Linked DNA regions of Xenopus laevis: region 2 is linked to region 1. The links are chromatin contacts, called in public Hi-C maps. All regions are on one chromosome and are shown on one strand. The core of a region is the stretch at or near the end of the contact, and the rest is flanking DNA. Distances in the headings are between cores, read along the strand shown.

Region 1 (2,700 bases), core at 68-2,567:
TATATACCTTCCTTTCATTTTTCTTCTGCTCTTGCCATTGGCAACCCATTTCTTCTCAATCATGTCAATAGAGAGTATTTCATGGAGCATCCGGAGGAGTGTTTAAAAATGTATAAACTTTAATGGTCCATATTAAAAGGTTTTTTTCCAGCATGTCAGCATACAAATTAGTGGATCATACGCTTTACGCTTTCATGGCGTTTCGGCACTTCTTCAGAAGCGATCACTGTCTTCAACCATACTTTTGTCCTACAATCGTTCTCTTTCATTCTCTACCTGTCTTCTTTAACAGTTCTCCTCTATTTTCTTCTATCACACGCATCAGTTATCTCAACCTTCAGCTTTAAATGCAAGATCAACACTTGTTTGTTCTTTATCACCATTTCACATGTGTTTTTATTCTCATGGTGCAAAGTTGTCTGAATTTTCCTTGCGCGGAAACCACCTGCACTTTGAATTTTAGTTGGTAGGAAGAAAACAAGGAATCTTTTGTTGGTAGCGAAGATTTATCACAGACGACAAAACATTCCCATGTGCCCAGGCCCGGACTAGTAATCTGTGGGTTCCAGGAAATTCCAGAGGGGCTGCTGTAAATTGCCATAGACAATAACTATTTATTGGACTGGTGTGGGGGGGGGGGGTGCTGTTTGGGCCTCTGTGTACCTGGAATGCAAGGACCTATTTTGATTCTCAGTCAGACCTGCTTACACACTTTAGTGTCTTCTCACATGCACTCTCCCATAGTTGGAAAAGACAGATCCAACCTTTGACTTCCACTGTTTAACCTTACCCTGTCTTATCTCTCTATCCTCACCGGTGCCTTCCCTACCCCAGTCTTCCAACACCTCATCCTCTTCCACTTAGGTAGTGATTCCCAAAACTTGGGGCTGGCCCAACTACTGGTAAAAAAGGCCAGCTTGAACAGCATTTATTAGGAAAATAGGTTTAGTCCTTTTTTTGCTGTTCTGGATTCAAATTTAGTCTAGGATAACAACATATTTCATAATTTCATTATTTGTTTTAAAATAAATTAGGATCTGAGCACATTTGGAAAAAAAGAAGTACTTGAACCACTTTTGCTCTAGGGGAAAACCATCTGGCATCCCTCTCCCAATTGGATTCAACCCCCTACCCACAGGACATGCCTACATCTAAATAGGGCTGCTCCTTTTTTTCTTCATGTTTACTAGCTATCCCTACTATCTGAGACAATAAAACTGAATACAATCAATAGGAGAAGGCTAGTGTGGCCACAGTGACAAATATCTTAGAAGCCACTATGCACTATCACAAAAGAACAGACTGACATATCTCCGGATTGACTGTGATTTGTAAACAGCCATTCTATTGTGCTTTGTTATGACAAAAACAACAAGATGCATGCATGAAACTTCAACTGAATGATCTTAATGCAAATATTTATTCTAAACATACAAAGTACAAAGAACATTAAGAAATTCCACAGTACAATCACATAATATAAATTCCCAGCACATAAGGCCCTTTTGGTGGAAATTATAAAATGAATAATGATAACATTTTACAAAATGTGCACATACAAATAAGTCTATATTTTTAAGTCTACAAAAGGTTGGGGACATATAAGATGAGATTGAACCAAATATGGAAATAATAAGAACACTGGTGAAAATTAATGTGTTAAATTATAGAATAAGAGGGCATAGGAAGGGGATGGAGGAAATACAGCACCATTTTTAATTTCTTTGCGTAACACCAAGTACGAGCAAATGTCTTTGTCTAGTGAAGCCCATCTGCATTTGTGAGAAAATGAAGAAGTCTTTCCCCAAGCATTGCCCTTACTACAGAAGTGTCTTCACTTGGAATCTTAGTAGGTTCCTAAAACCATTTGCATTCACCATCAGAGTTTGTATATATACAGTTTCAATAAATATTGGTAAAACAAGGCAACCTCTAGACATTTTGGGGGCCTGAAAAATGATTTGCTGTGGGGCCCAGTAATATCTAGTTACACCGCTGATCATCATATAGTCTTTGTGCGGCCAAACCTCAAAGTCAACTAGAAGATGGAATCACCTCTAACAGATGTTCACGCCTTGATGTTAACTACAACCATCCGTAGCACAGCTTTCCTCAGCATTTCTACAGAGACTGTGTTCCGATTAAACAGGCATTAGCCTCTTAGTTTCCACATAGAAACAAAAGGCATGAGGAAATCGGAATTGTTTTACAAACTGCATTTATTCTCCCCTCTGGACTTGAGTCATAAATACTTTTTTTATTCTTTGTACATTATTAGACCAAACTGATTCAGCTGTGTGGACCTTGTAACTGCATTTAAACGCACATATGTCGGTTGAAACTATGCCTCTTCTCCTACGGTAGGCATTTCCCTTTTCTAGTCCAAATGGTCCAAGTTTGCATAAAATGTTGGTACCTCTTTGATATATTACTTGTTATGCAGTTAGGCTAGGCTAAGCTTACCTGAGTCTCAACCTCTGAGGGGTCCCTTGGTACAAGTATTTACTAAAGTATATATAGTATATATTATATAAGGATTGTCCTATTGGTGGCCCTCCAGCTGCTATTGGACTATACTGTGAAACCCACTGGCATATTCTCACTGTTGTGGGCATATGCCAGCCTGGTCTGGACTGATTCAAAAGTAGCTGTGGCATTTCAGACATTTCATAGAGGACTAACAACCCCACCCCCACAGGC
Region 2 (2,700 bases), core at 50-2,549, 47 kb after region 1:
CTAGTAAACATGCAGCAGTGGTATTTGCTGGATGGACTTACCATGTTAACATCACCCCCGAAAGAAAGGTGGAGACGTAATGATGGGATACCCACCATCCCTTTATCCTGCAGAGAATATATATTGTCAATAATGCAACATACTGCATTACCTTTCTACACTTTCTAATAAATCATTTGATTGACTGCTTTTACATGATACAATATTGCCTGCAAAGAGTAAAAAGTGTCTAACACATAACAATGGATTTATCGTTTATGGATTTATTTGATACCCATCCAGTGTTTGCTCAAAGAGCAAATTAAAAATTTAACAGGTTAATATTCTACATTTGCTGGCAATAATAGCTGGATCTACTTTACATTAAACTATGCAAAAATAGAAAGCAGTTTGTGTATTTAATCTGAAAACTGTTGAATCGCTATGGCATATCTGCATGAATTCTTAAAAAGACTCATGCAAGATGTAATCATTGTATTATTCATATTATATCAATCAATATAATGGGAAGATGGGTTCAGTTTTTGTTTGATCAGCATGATTAATTGTATAGGCAGCTAGCCAATTCGGTGTAAAATACATGCTACATGAAAGAAAATAGACACTCAAACTTCAACTAATAAGCACTTTTGTTAAATTATCTGGAGTGTGATAGAAGTCTATCAGTGCTGTCCAACATATGCTATCCAGTGAGACCATTATGTAATAGATCACACACACATCTGTATAGTACAATAGCTATACTGTTATAACCTGTGTGCAGGGAGGGGGCATCAAAAAGACAGTGTAAGGCCATACCCTGTCTGAAGGCCTCCAGTCGGAAAGCCTTGATCTAGTTAACAGAAAGGTGCACATATAGAATGGTTTTCCTGGTCTGCAAATGCAGCATAAATATTATAGAAATCACACAAAACAAAGGCCACATGTGGGAGCACTTACCTTGAGCCATTGCTAATGAGGATACTTTCCCTAATGGTCAGTGTGCAGTAGTACCAGACTAGTAAGAAATTAAATACTTCATCTGTAACCCTGAAAAGAAGTAGTAGTAGTGTTTAATCAGTTTTAAAAAAGAATTTTCAACAAGCGAGTTCATGGACTCTCTCTGTTACAGTTTCATACATTTGATATATTTTTCAGTGGCTTAAAGGAGAACTAAACCCCCTTGCTAATAAAAACTGTTACCCGTCATAGTCCCCCCTCCCCCCGCACAGGTGTTCACACAAATAAATGCCCCTAACTGTTAATTACCCCTCTTTGCAGAGTCAGCTCACGGGGGCGCAATCTTGCGGCGCTTAGAGAATCATTGGGTCCCTTAGGCAATTTCTGTGGCTTGCAGTTGTTCCGAACCGGAATACTGCTACAACTGCGCATGCGCCGGTACGGCACTTACTTTCTGAATATTCCTGAAGCGCTGAAGATGGCTTTGCTGCACTGACTTTGCAATGAAGTGTAATTACCAGTTAGGGGCATTTACTTGTGTGAACTCCTGTGCGGGGGGGGGAGCATGGGTTTTTTTTATTAGCAAATGGTTTTAGTCCTCCTTTAAAGGAACAGTAACATCAAAAAATAAGTGTTTTAAAGTAATAAAAATATAATGCAGTGTTGCCCTGGTAAAACTGGTGTGTTTGCTTCAGAAACACTACTATTGTTTATCTAAATAAGCTGCTGTGTAGCAATGGGGGCAGCTATTCAAATGAGAAAAGGCTCAGGTTACACAGCAGATTTTGGCCAGATATTAATCAGGGAAGCCAGTCGGAGGGCCCCTTACACGGACCAATAAGCTGCCGACTGTCTATCGGCAGCTTTTATCAGCCCGTGTATGGCCAGCTTTGGGGTAAGGTCACACTGTGAGATTCGGGGAGATTTAGTCACCCGGCAACTAATAGCCTCTTCTTTGGGGCTCTTCTTTAATCTCCCTGAACTGCTTCCCCCTGCTTGAATTAAAAAACACCTGCAGCATTGAAACTTGCGGCGCTTCGTTTTCCGAAGTCCCCGAAGTTACCTCACGAGCAAACTTCGGGCGACTTCAGAAATTGAAGGGCCGCGAGTGCATCGGCACTGGCATTTTGTCATTAAAGGAGGCGCCAGGCACGGGGAAGGCAGTTCGGGGAGATTGTCGTCCCGCAGAAGAGGCGATTAGTTGCCAGGCGATTAAATCTCCCCAAATCTGCCCGTGTGCTTAAACCCTAAAGGAGCACAGTGAAAAAGAACAGTGGAATCTGCTAGTAAAGGGATAATTAGCTTCACAAGAAAAACAAAGCTACAGCTCACCTGTAATTTAGCACAAATCTACAAGTGATAGCTCCCAGTAACAATATAATGGTCAAGTAAAGCTTGAATTTTTCATATTCATCCTTGTAGGCAAATCTGAAAACACAGAAATAACAATGCTGGAAACCTGCTAATAAATATCCCCACAAACTGGATATGGGACAAAAATAATTTAAAAAAAAGTTTAGATAGAAATATATTCAACCAATTGATAGCGATCATTAAATGTAATATTGTGGATCCCCACGGATATGAACATTACTAGCATTCTGCCATTGACACTAGGGAGAGGGGTGAAGAACTAAAGTGAATCACTGAACATAAAATCCACCATATGCACATACTTTATTAAAATAATTCTTATAGAGTAGTGTTTCTAGTGAAAAGCTTGAGCGGACTTCTTACCCACATATGTGATAGTAGCTGCTA

What was found. Hi-C and Micro-C count contacts between places; a contact is called where the count stands out from the background.
Region 2: a Hi-C map of the XL177 cell line shows a contact between it and region 1, with 4 times the contacts expected there. A contact is called at or near these places in 3 of 4 Hi-C or Micro-C datasets (the XL177 cell line, the XTC cell line and animal cap).

Annotation. Positions count from the first base shown.
Region 1 is chr1L:176,008,979-176,011,678 of Xenopus_laevis_v10.1, forward strand. No RefSeq gene overlaps it. Among protein-coding and RNA genes, the nearest start is that of rhof.L, 5.2 kb to the right of the region's middle.
Region 2 is chr1L:176,055,817-176,058,516 of Xenopus_laevis_v10.1, forward strand. tmem120b.L (transmembrane protein 120B L homeolog) reads right to left here. Exons shown (of 12, transcript NM_001095807.1): 5 at 2,272-2,367; 6 at 940-1,029; 7 at 42-107. Among protein-coding and RNA genes, the nearest start is that of tmem120b.L, 9.7 kb to the right of the region's middle.